Regions from separate parts of the Takifugu rubripes genome. Here region 2 is linked to region 1. Evidence: chromatin contacts called from public Hi-C data. All regions are on one chromosome and are shown on one strand. The core of a region is the stretch at or near the end of the contact, and the rest is flanking DNA. Distances in the headings are between cores, read along the strand shown.

Region 1 (5,725 bases), core at 878-3,377:
CTTTTTAAATTAGTAATCACAAGAATTTAGAATCGAATTTAACACTAGAATACAGCAAACACAGTGCTGCTTAAACAGAACCAACTTTAAATGAAATCAAGACATAAATCAAAACTACTAATAATCCACGTAACCCCCCCCCACCCACCCACCCCCAACACAGACAAAAACAAATCCCTTCAGTGGAGCATCACTGCTTCTGCTGCATTGCCTCTTTTCTTGCAGCATCTTGCAGAAGCTGGGTGTCCACTTCATCAGCAGGGAGCTGAACATACCGGACCACAGATCCACGGATGAAACAGTTTTTTACCGACAGCTAGAATTCAAGAACAAGACAGTCCACATGTAAAGATCAACACCGAAACACAGGGAAAGAGCTGAAAGTGATAAAAATGCATCATGGAATGAGCCAGCGGCATGGAAAGTTCGGTCATCTCGGTCCAAATTTGTGTGAACAATTAAGAGGAAGGCTTAGAAATAAAACTTGTTGCCTTCATATACTCAACAAAATCCTTTTAAGTATTTACATTTTTAAAATAAGAGAAGGGGAAAAGGGGCAAATGTTAGAATCAAGTCGCACCCCGTTTGGCCAGTACCACAGCTTGGAAACGCTTAGTGCAGCTGACCAAGACACTCTTTCAGTCTGTGTTGACTCAAGTCTTCCAGTTCTGGGAGATTTCTGAGCTCGTCTGTGGTCACAGAATGGTCTTTAGGACAGACATCAGGGTCATGGCAAACCTCCAGCTGGCCCTTCTGAGGTTGCCCATCATGGGTTTTGAGGTTACGATCTTTACCCAGACGTCCTCCATTCAACTTTGTTTTACAGATGCTTTCATGCTTTTTGCTTCCAGAGTTTTCAAGTCATCACCCTGCCTGTGAGATGGTTCCCATGCTATTGACGGCAACACAACCCTAAAGCTGGATCGATCCACTTGCAAGTTTAACAGCTGGACAGGTGTTTGTGATGTTGATTTACTGATGAGGATGCAGAAAACCTATTCTTCTTAGATCTGTTCGATAAAGGCCATTCTTGTGTAGGTATAACTTAACAGTAGAACAGAGTAGCGCTTCTCCAGTCTGCTATAGGTTCTTGACCTTTTGCAGTCAAATATAGATTCTGACAAAAACTGCCAGGGCTCCCAGTCGTCTGCAGGGTGAAGCTCCCCCTTTTGAACTCGAATCTTAACTGTTCACATTAATGGAAATTTGGACCGGGGACGCCAACATGCTTGCACAACACTGCATCAAACTGTGAATGCTGTATTGGATTTACCGTGTCATATAGGAAACGATATATATTTTAACCATGTAGCTTCATATGAAGCCATAATGTACTTGACTTCCTGCAGGTATAAGACACAGAGATAACCTTGAAATATAGCCAAAACAAAGCCAGTGAAACCTACCATGTGTGGATATTTCTCTGGGTCTGTAACACTGATGTCTGTGAGCTTTATGTTGAGATACTGAAACAAAGTAGAGAAAAGTTACGCCAAATCCTTGAAAACATAGCCAACCGACGTATTTGACTTAATAAATAAAATATTCTTTTTCTGACCTGGTCGACAGAATGGAGGGTACCACAGATGCTGACAAGAAAGGATCGGATATAATATTATTAGCACAGAAACGGAATAATGAGCATGTGTTTTGAGCCGAAGTCGCCACCGTTCCATTCTTTAGTGGCAGACCTCAGCAATGAACACAAAGGCGAGCATTGCAATAAATATACCAACCTCAGGTCGTTTTTGAGCTCCACCACTACATCTTTCCCGACCAATGACTTGAAAAACGAGTAGAAAAGCTGTAAAACAGATCGATGTGAAGAGAGATAACATTAGCAACACGCTAACAGTGAAGCACCATATAATGAATGTAATAAGCTATAAAGAAGTCTTCAAAGAAATGCGGGTACTTTGACACTTTTTTGAGCCACCGAATAAGATAATTAATGTAAAATACCCATTTGTTACTCATAATTTTCCCTCACCATTATTGCCGCTTCTCTTGTGTTTCAGCGTCAAACGTTGATGTCGTATTATGCTGCGTAATATTCCTGCGACGGGAGAGGGTGCAGTTACCGCTTGCGTCCACACGGAGGAGCCAAATGCGCGCTCAACGCTTCAGTGGCTCAATTCTCGTTTTATGACGGTTCGACACCGTTGGCGCATGGCCCCAACTTGTGAATTCGAGTATGGACGTTTCCATTTTTGTTTTATTCATTGATTTATTTATTTTTAATGAATCACACATACTGTGGTAGGAAAAAGAATGACTCCGGTCATGTATTACTATCTTGATATTACTATGTATCACTAATCAGTATTTCAATATTTGAGTCTGTGTTGAGTGTTATTGCAGTTTGTAGTAACATTTGGAGGTTCAGTACCTTGTTCCTTGTGAGCACACCTTCTAAAGGTGAGCTAACACCCTTTTTATAAAAATGATAAAACCATTCTGCACGACCACGAGGATTTTTACTTATTGCTACAGTGGTTTTGTTTAAGCCAAACAACCGACAAATAAACAGTTGAACAAAAGCTTAAAAGTGTACAAGCAATACAACAGCTTTCAAGCTACATGTAGTAGTAACATGTGGAGTCAATTGGCTGATTTCATTTATTGATTGCCCAGGTCATTGGATTGGTATATTCATGGTTTTCCCAAAGATGAGCTACAAAAATCTGTCTTCTATGCAGTCTGGTCTTACTTCACAGATCGGATCTTGGGGACCTCGGGTACTAGAGAAGAACAAGAGTTTGCATGTGATAAGTTATCAGTGAATTTATAAGTGGGAGAAGAACGAGAGTTTTCCTTACCGTCTCTGTGAGGCTGTGGTTGGCCAGGCCTTGCAGGTGGCCTGAGTTTAACAGGAATTTCAGAGTTCTCTCTGTAATCCCTGGATTTGGGTGTCTGGGGACCTTTGAAAGGTAAAGGAGGCCTATTGTGTCCTATCCCTCCCTCTGAGCGTGAGGGCACCACTGGTTTCTTCATTTCGGAACTGGGAGGCTGCAGTCGGTTTTCAGAGCAGGTGAAGGAGCGGTTGCGGGGGGTGGGCATAGGGGGTCGATCAGGTTCCCTGTCTGAACTTTTGGAAGCTCCAAACATGTGATCTGGAGGTGTGCGATGATCCCTCTGCTCTTGGTCCTTGCCCCGACCATGTGGTTTTGGTATCGAAGCATATAATGGATTGTCAAACATCTGGTCACAGTCCCCACTAAAAAAGAAAGAATCAGCAATATGTCACTTGCAATATATTTCCAATTATTGCTTTGTTATTTGCTTTAGTTATAAACCTTCCTGCAACTATACTCATTCACAACTATATTGAAATCTATTTGAACTATTTTACTATTCTATTTTCCTCAACATTAAGTCTTTATTGAAATGATCATTTGAAATGATAATATCCCTAAACCGTTTGAACATACGAAGTAGAATTATATTCAGATTTTTGAGTGATTTTTTAAAAAGTAATTTAGGTAACAATGCCAGAGCTGTGATTTTTACTGAAGGCTTTTAACTACTTGAAAGTTCAGTGGTGAAGACTCACGTGTGATTTGGGGATTTCCGTGTGGGGCTGCGTGCGCCCACATCACCAGCAGACTTTTTGGGCTCTTTCCCTCCATGTCCAGGAATGGCCAGACTCTTTGGTGGCATGCTGTAACTCCAGCCTTTATCTACCACGTTGCCCTTTTGGAACCCCATGTAACTGGGGTTAGAAATATCAAGTGCTTGTGCAGCTGAAATCCTAAATCACAAGGCCAAAGGTTAGAAATCCCCCCCAATGAAAACATACCCGGTAGGAGTCATGTGTGAGATATCGTTTCATTTCGTTTTCTTGACTGCTTTAACCCTTCCAGGGGCATGACGAAGGTAATGGAGCCTATCCCAGCTGCATATGTCCAAAGGAAGGGTACACCCTTGGGTGAGTCGCCAGCTTGTGTTGTACCTTGCTCAAGGGTACCTCGGCATTGCTCTGAGGGTGTTCTAGCACCTCACCCTGCTACCTTTCATGTTTGGCCCACACTGGACCTGCTACCAGATATTGTCAATGTAAAATAACTTACTTGTTGAGGTCGCCACCTTTGCCTTTTGAGTTAATAGTGTCATCCTTTTCAATTTTGATAAAATCTGGGAAAAAAAGAAAATAATTGGTGCTCACATAAAGATCACAAGATAACACTCTACGCTACGTCCCTGCCAGACATCCAGACTCACCGTACAGCTTCTCAGTCGGTTTGCCCTCAGAGGTGCGTAACTGGATGCCGCCGGTCATCCTGCCCGTCGTCTCTCCTTGGTGGGTCAGTGTGATCTCAAACTCCATGTAGCAGAGCTGAGCAGCTCGCAGCGCAACACAGCCCTCTCCTTTAGGAACAAATCACCAAGTGAGCGATAAGAACTGCTCAGGTAAGACTGGAGGATTGACAGGTGCGGGTCAGTCCACTACCGTAAGACTCGTCACTGTCGCTTGACTTTATACAGATGAGGATGTGCTGATCCAAAAGGTACTCCGGGTCAGAGATGATTGGCGTGAGCTTCACAGAAGTGGAGAACAAGTGATGATGACTACATACTAGAGGCGTTTCATCCAAAACCAAAGCCGCCACCCCTCTTGTTGTTACCTCAACTTGATGGCCAAAGCGAACTTTGATGTATCCCCCCGAGTCCTCTATGTTTTCACCTTCTGGGGTTTTTACCATTTCTGCAGGGAATTTGATTTAAAAAAAGGTTTCTTTAAATCACCCCAAAATCAGAGTGCAATGTTCAGGACAAAACCTACTCTCCAAGCAACTGGAATAGAATTCGATAAAGAACTTGGTCTTTGATTTGGTCAGTAGAGTAGCCACGCAATTCATGATCTGGATCCCTCCTTCGGGTTCACTGTTTGGGTCTGAGGGGAGACAATAAACCACGATAAACCACAGCAGATTACACCTCATTGGCCCAAAAGTTGTTCCAGCGATCGTACCTTGCTTGGAAACAAACTGCGAGGCCACTCCGACCTCGAAAGATGCAAAAACCGGTGAATGGTCACTTGTCAGGATGTCAGTGGTGCACCCTGTAAAAGTGAAAATGGAAGTGTGTCATAAAAAAGGAATACAGATGCAGTCTTGCAGAGGACAACCAATTTCACATCCCCTCTGCTGATGTCTTGTTAGCTTCAGCATTTACTTTAGAAATCTCTCTGTTTGATAGTTCTTTGAACAAAAAGTGTCCTCATAGCCTGAAGGGGGTCTGTTGGGCCTATCTGTTGGCTTGTGTCTTGAGGCAGGATAAGAGCTATTTTGTTAGCTCTTTGTGGCCTGTCTACCTATTTCATTATGATAGTCAGTGAAAAGTACAAACAGGAAGTGACCGTTGAAGAGGAGACACTTACCATAAGCTTGGCAGACTGCATGAACCAGAGGGTAGGATTTCTTCAGGACACGGTCGCACCATGAGGGAAGGTTGTATTTTGTCTGAAGGCGTTAAAATAATTTTTGTTCGTTAATTGATGAGATTTTACAAAAGGAGGCTGAGCTGTCAACCACAGATCCTCCCAACTCTGCTTTTGTTATCACAGTTATGATCTTGTTTAGTGTTTATTCAAAGAGAAACTTTGGTAAATGCTCCCTCTTGCTTTTTATTGTAACATATAACCTGTATGGTCTATATATACTATATGCTCTAAGGTCAATGTACATGCTTTAAGTGTGTGCAGTGGAGGGGTAAAAAAAGCCCT
Region 2 (5,725 bases), core at 1,791-4,290, 130 kb before region 1:
CTCGACTAATTCATGGTGGCAGAGACTCTCCTAGTGGCTTTCTTCCTCACGCCCCACTTAATTTTGCCCACTCTAAGAGAATTTCTACTGGCAGCTGGAGGCCAAAAAGACACTTCACTGAACACGTCATGGGAGAGGTGCGACTGAGGAGCTTTTGTGTTGACGAGACAACCTCAAGAAGAAAAGAGCTGTGGCTGATGGGACAGGTGGACTTACATCACACATGATTTCTAACATGAAGGTAAAGTGACTCCAGCACTGTTGTGTTGGCCGTACCGGGCAGCGATCCTGTTAAATAACAGGGGTTGACCTGTTGAAATAATCACACTCACGGTGATAAAAGCCTCTACAAACCTATTTCTCCACTATCATTTGATCCAGAATAACATTTTGGCTTCCCATTTTTAATGTATGATTCCATGCTGTTGAGTGAGACCATTACTGCACAGATTCATGCCACAATCGTGGCTTCAACGGTCTAAATGTGTGTAATTTAGCTGTCGCCCGCTGGAGTTGGATATAGGGTACATATGCTACTGCTGGATTATGAATGAGCAGCACAATGACACTGTAAACATTGTCCATTTAGGATCGTTTCACTACTCTCAAACTGTCTATTATTTTAGTCTTAAAGTTTACTTTGCTAGTTTCTCTAAAGGAACCAGGAGATTTTGATATTATGCAATACTAAAAAACTATGGGGGTTTTCTTATATTCTATTTTGTTTTGTGATGGTTATACACATGTGTGATGGCCTACACCCCATCGCTCTAACGGTGAAATTAATTTAATTTTGAAGAACTTATATTACAATATACTTCCTACATTCCAACAAACCAGTTAGTGGGGTTGTGTTGAGTTTCTTTTCCTGTATTTAAAATGTAAAATAGGTGGGGCTCAGAGAGGGAGTTTTATGTAACCTGAAAAGTGTTTGCTTGAAACAGCAATAAACGTGTAATATACAAGTGCAGGTAAAACTATAAACCATAATTCAACACTGAGATAATAACCTTCAACAGAAAAAACGGATCAGAAACTCACTCTGCCATTAGCCAGATGCTGTGAATGCTGCCATCTATTTCTTTATCCACCAGTGCTTCAATGTCTTTTATGGCTTGATTCAGAGTGCCAGGCTGAGGAGAGGAAAAAAGCACGGGTGTCACTTTATAATTACCCACTGTGACAATCACGATGTGCGCATGAAAAGCTTAAAGGGAGAATCTTTGAGACAGGAATGCAGCGGGGACCGGGACTCCATGTCAGAAAGGCTGTGTCACAACGTCTGTGTCAAGCAAAATAAAAATACAAATGTGACATCACATTGAAATGACTCGAAATTAAAAAAAACAACAACTATGCAGCGGAATTCCTGTTGTCTAAAGAGACTTCCTATACTGCGCAAGTGTATCTGCGCCATTTGTGGTTTGCTATCTCGGAGCCAAGTTAGAAAAAGAGAAAAAAACAAAATCAAAAGTTCACTCTGAGGGCTCCTGAGAGTTTTAATGTGATTCCAAACCCTTTATTCTTGTGACCTCCGGCCTGTGTAGCGCTGCCATAATGTCTCTGCGAGGTTTCCCAGTCACCCAGGTCATGACAGTCATAAGTGCTGGAGGTGAAGACAACTGGACTTTTTTGGGATTCTTGAAGACATTTCACCTCTTAATCAAAAAGGCTTCAAGACAAACATAGCAGCTGCAAGTCCGAACTTTATATTGTCCTGTAAAGTACAGAATACTATAGTAGACTATTGTGGCAAATAAAATGGTGTAAAATATAGGCTGATAATTTGTTGGGGCAAATATTTAGACTCACTGTAACAATATATAGTGTTAATAGAACTTTGTGTTGTCCTCCAAACAATAGTGCAGAATACTATAGTATAGTACAGTATAGTATAGGTGTGTAGTATGGCAAATACATTGGCTAATATTTACACTTAATGTAACAATATGAGTGTAGCGAGTGTGTGTTAAAAATGATATCACACACATTTTGGGAGAAAACCCAGCTAAAGTGTTTACCCTCAACACGAAGAACTTCCTGAGTTTGAAGTGGGGCAGGAAGTTTGCGGGGCCGGCGGAGGGCAGCTCCAGGGGGTCCTCATCGCCCATCACTGTCCGCTCCCCCTCGTCCTGTGGGCGGTCAACAGGGGCTGCTTTCCCGGGGTCATCTGCCGCTGGGCTGGCCAGCTCAAGCGGCGCTAGGTTCCCCGGGTCAGCCGGCGCTGGGTTCCCTGGGTTCTCCGGGTCAGCCGGAGAAGAGCTGGAACGATGCGGCTGCTCTTCGTTTGCTGCTTCCTTCTGTGGCTCTTCCATCCTGGAGGTTCACGACACCTTTTCAACAACAACAACAAAAACATTTTTTAAATCCAGCACGCGCCGTCTGTTTGTCCGTCCGTCCGTCGGACGCTCAACTCAAGTGCGTCAAAGCAGCGAAGACGCTTTTACCACCGATAATTGGCGAGTTTAACCCCGGCAATGTCCCCACTAACGCTCCGTGAACCGCATACATATTTAAGCGATGGTTTTTGATATAATATTAATAAAGTATTAACCAGACCTCTGACCTAAAGAGCAGAGAGGCGGCAGCAGGTGCACCACTTCCTTGTTCCGTGTGTTCTCAGAGCAGCGCCTGATTCACCCGCAGCAACCCGCATGAAGATAACACACGTATATGCGTGGGACAACGTTTGAAACTATGCGGTTCGGAGGAGCAAGAGTTCATGGCCCCAGTATTGTATTAAGTACCCAACAAAGGTAGACTCAAATAGCCTTTCACCTCCATTAAATTATGCAGCCTAACCCAAGCAAACCCTGATCCTTGGTTTAAAAGTCAAAGGAAGCATCGCCACTGCTTATCTTTTAACGTAGAAAATCTGGTCTTTCACCAGTGGACTGTTTATACTGACCCGATTAAGATGCACAATGGGATGTTCTACCAGTGCCTATGAGCCAGGCCTGTGTGAAGTAGCAGACAATACTGAAGAGGAAATGGAAACCGTGCGAATGGATGCAGAATGAAGGTTTCGCTTTCTCTACTTCCTCCCATTTACCTGTCTCTGCCAAGTTTGTGGGTTGTGCAGCTTTGATATAAATTTAAAGTGATTAATGAAAATTTGGAAGTATGGTGACTGAAATAAAATTAAATTACACCCTCTAGGATAATTAGTAAACATTTCCAATGATTACATACATACATACATACATACATACATACATACATACATACATACATACATGCTTAGACAGATTTAGACTGAAATTGTGTTGACTGTAGGCTACCTTGGCTATTTATAATCAATATCCCTCAGACATTTCTGGAGATTTGTTCATAACGTATCACATCTTATTTTCTGATGGGTGAGGTATTATCTGTGTATACGTGGGAGAGCCTATTTTAACTATGCCATACTCACGTAATCTAATTAGAGTTTGAAATACTCACCACAGACACCAACCAGATCTCTTTGTTTCTTGCATCAGTAGTTTTTGGGTGACAGTTGTGGCGTCACAGGCTCAAGACTGAAGAATAATAAGCAAGGCTGAAATATGAAGCAGACTTGGCTGTCGCCTACATTAACCCCACAGGTTTTTGCTTTACACTATTCATACTGTTGATGAAAGATTTAATTCTCTTTGATTTCCTCTCTCGGGCTTACGTTCTCTCCACATCTTTTCCTAAAATACCAGTGAATGACAGTTGCGATTGAACTGGACTACAACACAATTGTGGGATGAATCAGATCAGTGAAAGCGAGGAAGACTTTTCCCTCCCACAAATCCTTGAATAGCAGCGGCATTTAGACATCAGTCTGCGTCTGAGCTAATGTTCTCTGACATCCTGTAAGGCCACTCATTCCCAATCACAACTCAGTCAGGAAGCTTTTCCAGTGCCTTGTTGGAAGTTCAAAAACCAATTCAGTTCTAATCTCCTGCCGTCAAAGAAATATAGACAGATTTCTAAAAGCCGCCTTTCAGAGTGGTTGCTTAGCTACTCCCACGGACAGCAAGCTGCTTTTTACTGATGCGTGAATGGCCACTAGCTTTCAGCGCAGACCTCATTTACTTTTATTTTAGTCATGCAGGCAAGTAATTACTTATAAGAAAACCAGAGGGTTTCTGCTTCAGTGATGTATTAAGAATGCATTTTAAGAGTACTCCCCCATCTGATCCAACTCACCACCAGGTAGTGATCAGCGATCAGCTCTGCTCCTCTCTTCGCACGAGTGTCCAAAACATATGGCCGCAGATCAGCTGACACGACTATGAAGTCAATCATTGACCTACAGCAGGGAAGCAACCCTTTCGCTCGACCGCGAGAACCCCAACGTTGAACTAGAGAGTCTGGGGGCAAGCAAAAAGCCCACCCCCGCTCTCCGTCTCTCACCCTGAGCAACTCCAGCGTAGCAGAGTGTCCAACCCCCCTCAAGGACTTGGGTTCCTGTGCCGACGCTATGTGTGGTGGTGAGGCCGACCATATCTAGTCGGTAGCGCTCAACCTCCCCCACAAGCTCCAGCTCTTTCCCCGCCAGTGAGGTGACGTTCCATGTTCCAAAAGCCAATTTCCATAACCGAGGATCGGACCGCCAAGGCCCCCGCCTTGATCCGCCGCCCAATCCACACTGCACCGGACCCTTCATGCTCCTCCTGCGGGTGGTGTGTCCACTGGAGACAGGAGTGTCCACATAGCTGGTTCGGGCTGGGCCCGGCCGGGTCCCATGGGCGTAGGCCCGGCCACCAGGCGCTCGCCATTGAGCCCCAAGCCTGGCTCCAGGGTGGGGCCCCGGTACCCCTCCGGGCTGGGTACGCGGCTTCCCTTTTAGATGTTCCATGATGGGTCATGAACCATTCTTTGTCTGACCCTTCACCTAGGACCAATCTGCCTTGGGAGACCCTACCAGGGGGCAATGCCAAACTGCCCCGGACAGCAGAGCTCCCAGGCTCATTAGGGTACGGAAACTCCTCCACCACGACAAGGTGATGGTTCACGGAGGAGAAAAAAAATTGAAGTGAAATCTATAAACACTTCCTCTCTTTTGTATGTTTGACAGCGAAATAGGGGCAAAAAAACACAAACCTGATGGTCTTAAAGAAAGTTGAGTGTGTCAGTGCAATAACATGCTGTTGTGTTGATGATGCTTTGTGTAAACCAGTGAACTTAGCAACCCTCGTGTGTCTCCTCAGTGGGAGATGCCTGGATCATAATAATCCATATGGGTGTAACTAGGCCAAGTAATCAACACTGCAGATCTGTAATGTTCACTGCTGCCAAGCTCCACATGTTTTTGTTGATATACGGTATTCTGCTACAGTCTCTCCATCCATTTTAGATGCTTTCCAAAGGCATAAATGTTTATCAGCTAAGAAATTTACCATGAATTAATAATAGTTTAAATAATACATTTTGTGTTTGTGGTGGAGGTTTTAGATGAAATGGTTGTGTATGTGGTGCCCTACGTTTTAAGTACCACAGCACATGTTCTCATCTATAGCTAAGTGCAGTCAACGTTCACAATTACTTGAATGGTTCGTAGGCATTTGATGAGTCTCAAAAAATGTAAGTATAATGTATAATGCGTGCGCTGCCAATATGTAAAAGGGAGCTAAAATAAAAATTCTTGTACAGGCTTTGTGATCTGCTATAATAAGCTTTATATTATTTAGATAGCGTAATGTGAAAAGAGGTCATACATAATACACTATAGATTTATGAGTAATCCCTCTCT

Evidence for each region. A called contact is a pair of places that touch in the nucleus more often than the background predicts.
Region 2: a contact with region 1 is called in a Hi-C map of an unstated tissue, with 2.1 times the contacts expected there. The contact joins the promoter of tprg1 here to the promoter of smx5 in region 1. A contact is called at or near these places in 2 of 2 Hi-C or Micro-C datasets (muscle and an unstated tissue).

Annotation. Positions count from the first base shown.
Region 1 is chr20:3,465,897-3,471,621 of fTakRub1.2, reverse strand. smx5 reads right to left here and starts at 2,127. Exons shown (of 5, transcript XM_011614478.2): 1 at 1,991-2,127; 2 at 1,737-1,804; 3 at 1,559-1,589; 4 at 1,407-1,466; 5 at 1-316. The coding sequence starts at 1,993. The coding sequence ends at 191. inpp5d (inositol polyphosphate-5-phosphatase D) reads right to left here. Exons shown (of 27, transcript XM_003973875.3): 18 at 5,381-5,462; 19 at 4,973-5,062; 20 at 4,784-4,894; 21 at 4,626-4,705; 22 at 4,451-4,538; 23 at 4,222-4,368; 24 at 4,071-4,134; 25 at 3,554-3,751; 26 at 2,820-3,217; 27 at 2,461-2,741. The coding sequence ends at 2,707.
Region 2 is chr20:3,595,975-3,601,699 of fTakRub1.2, reverse strand. tprg1 (tumor protein p63 regulated 1) reads right to left here and starts at 3,040. Exons shown (of 6, transcript XM_003973824.3): 1 at 2,909-3,040; 2 at 2,022-2,333; 3 at 1,042-1,133. The coding sequence starts at 2,315.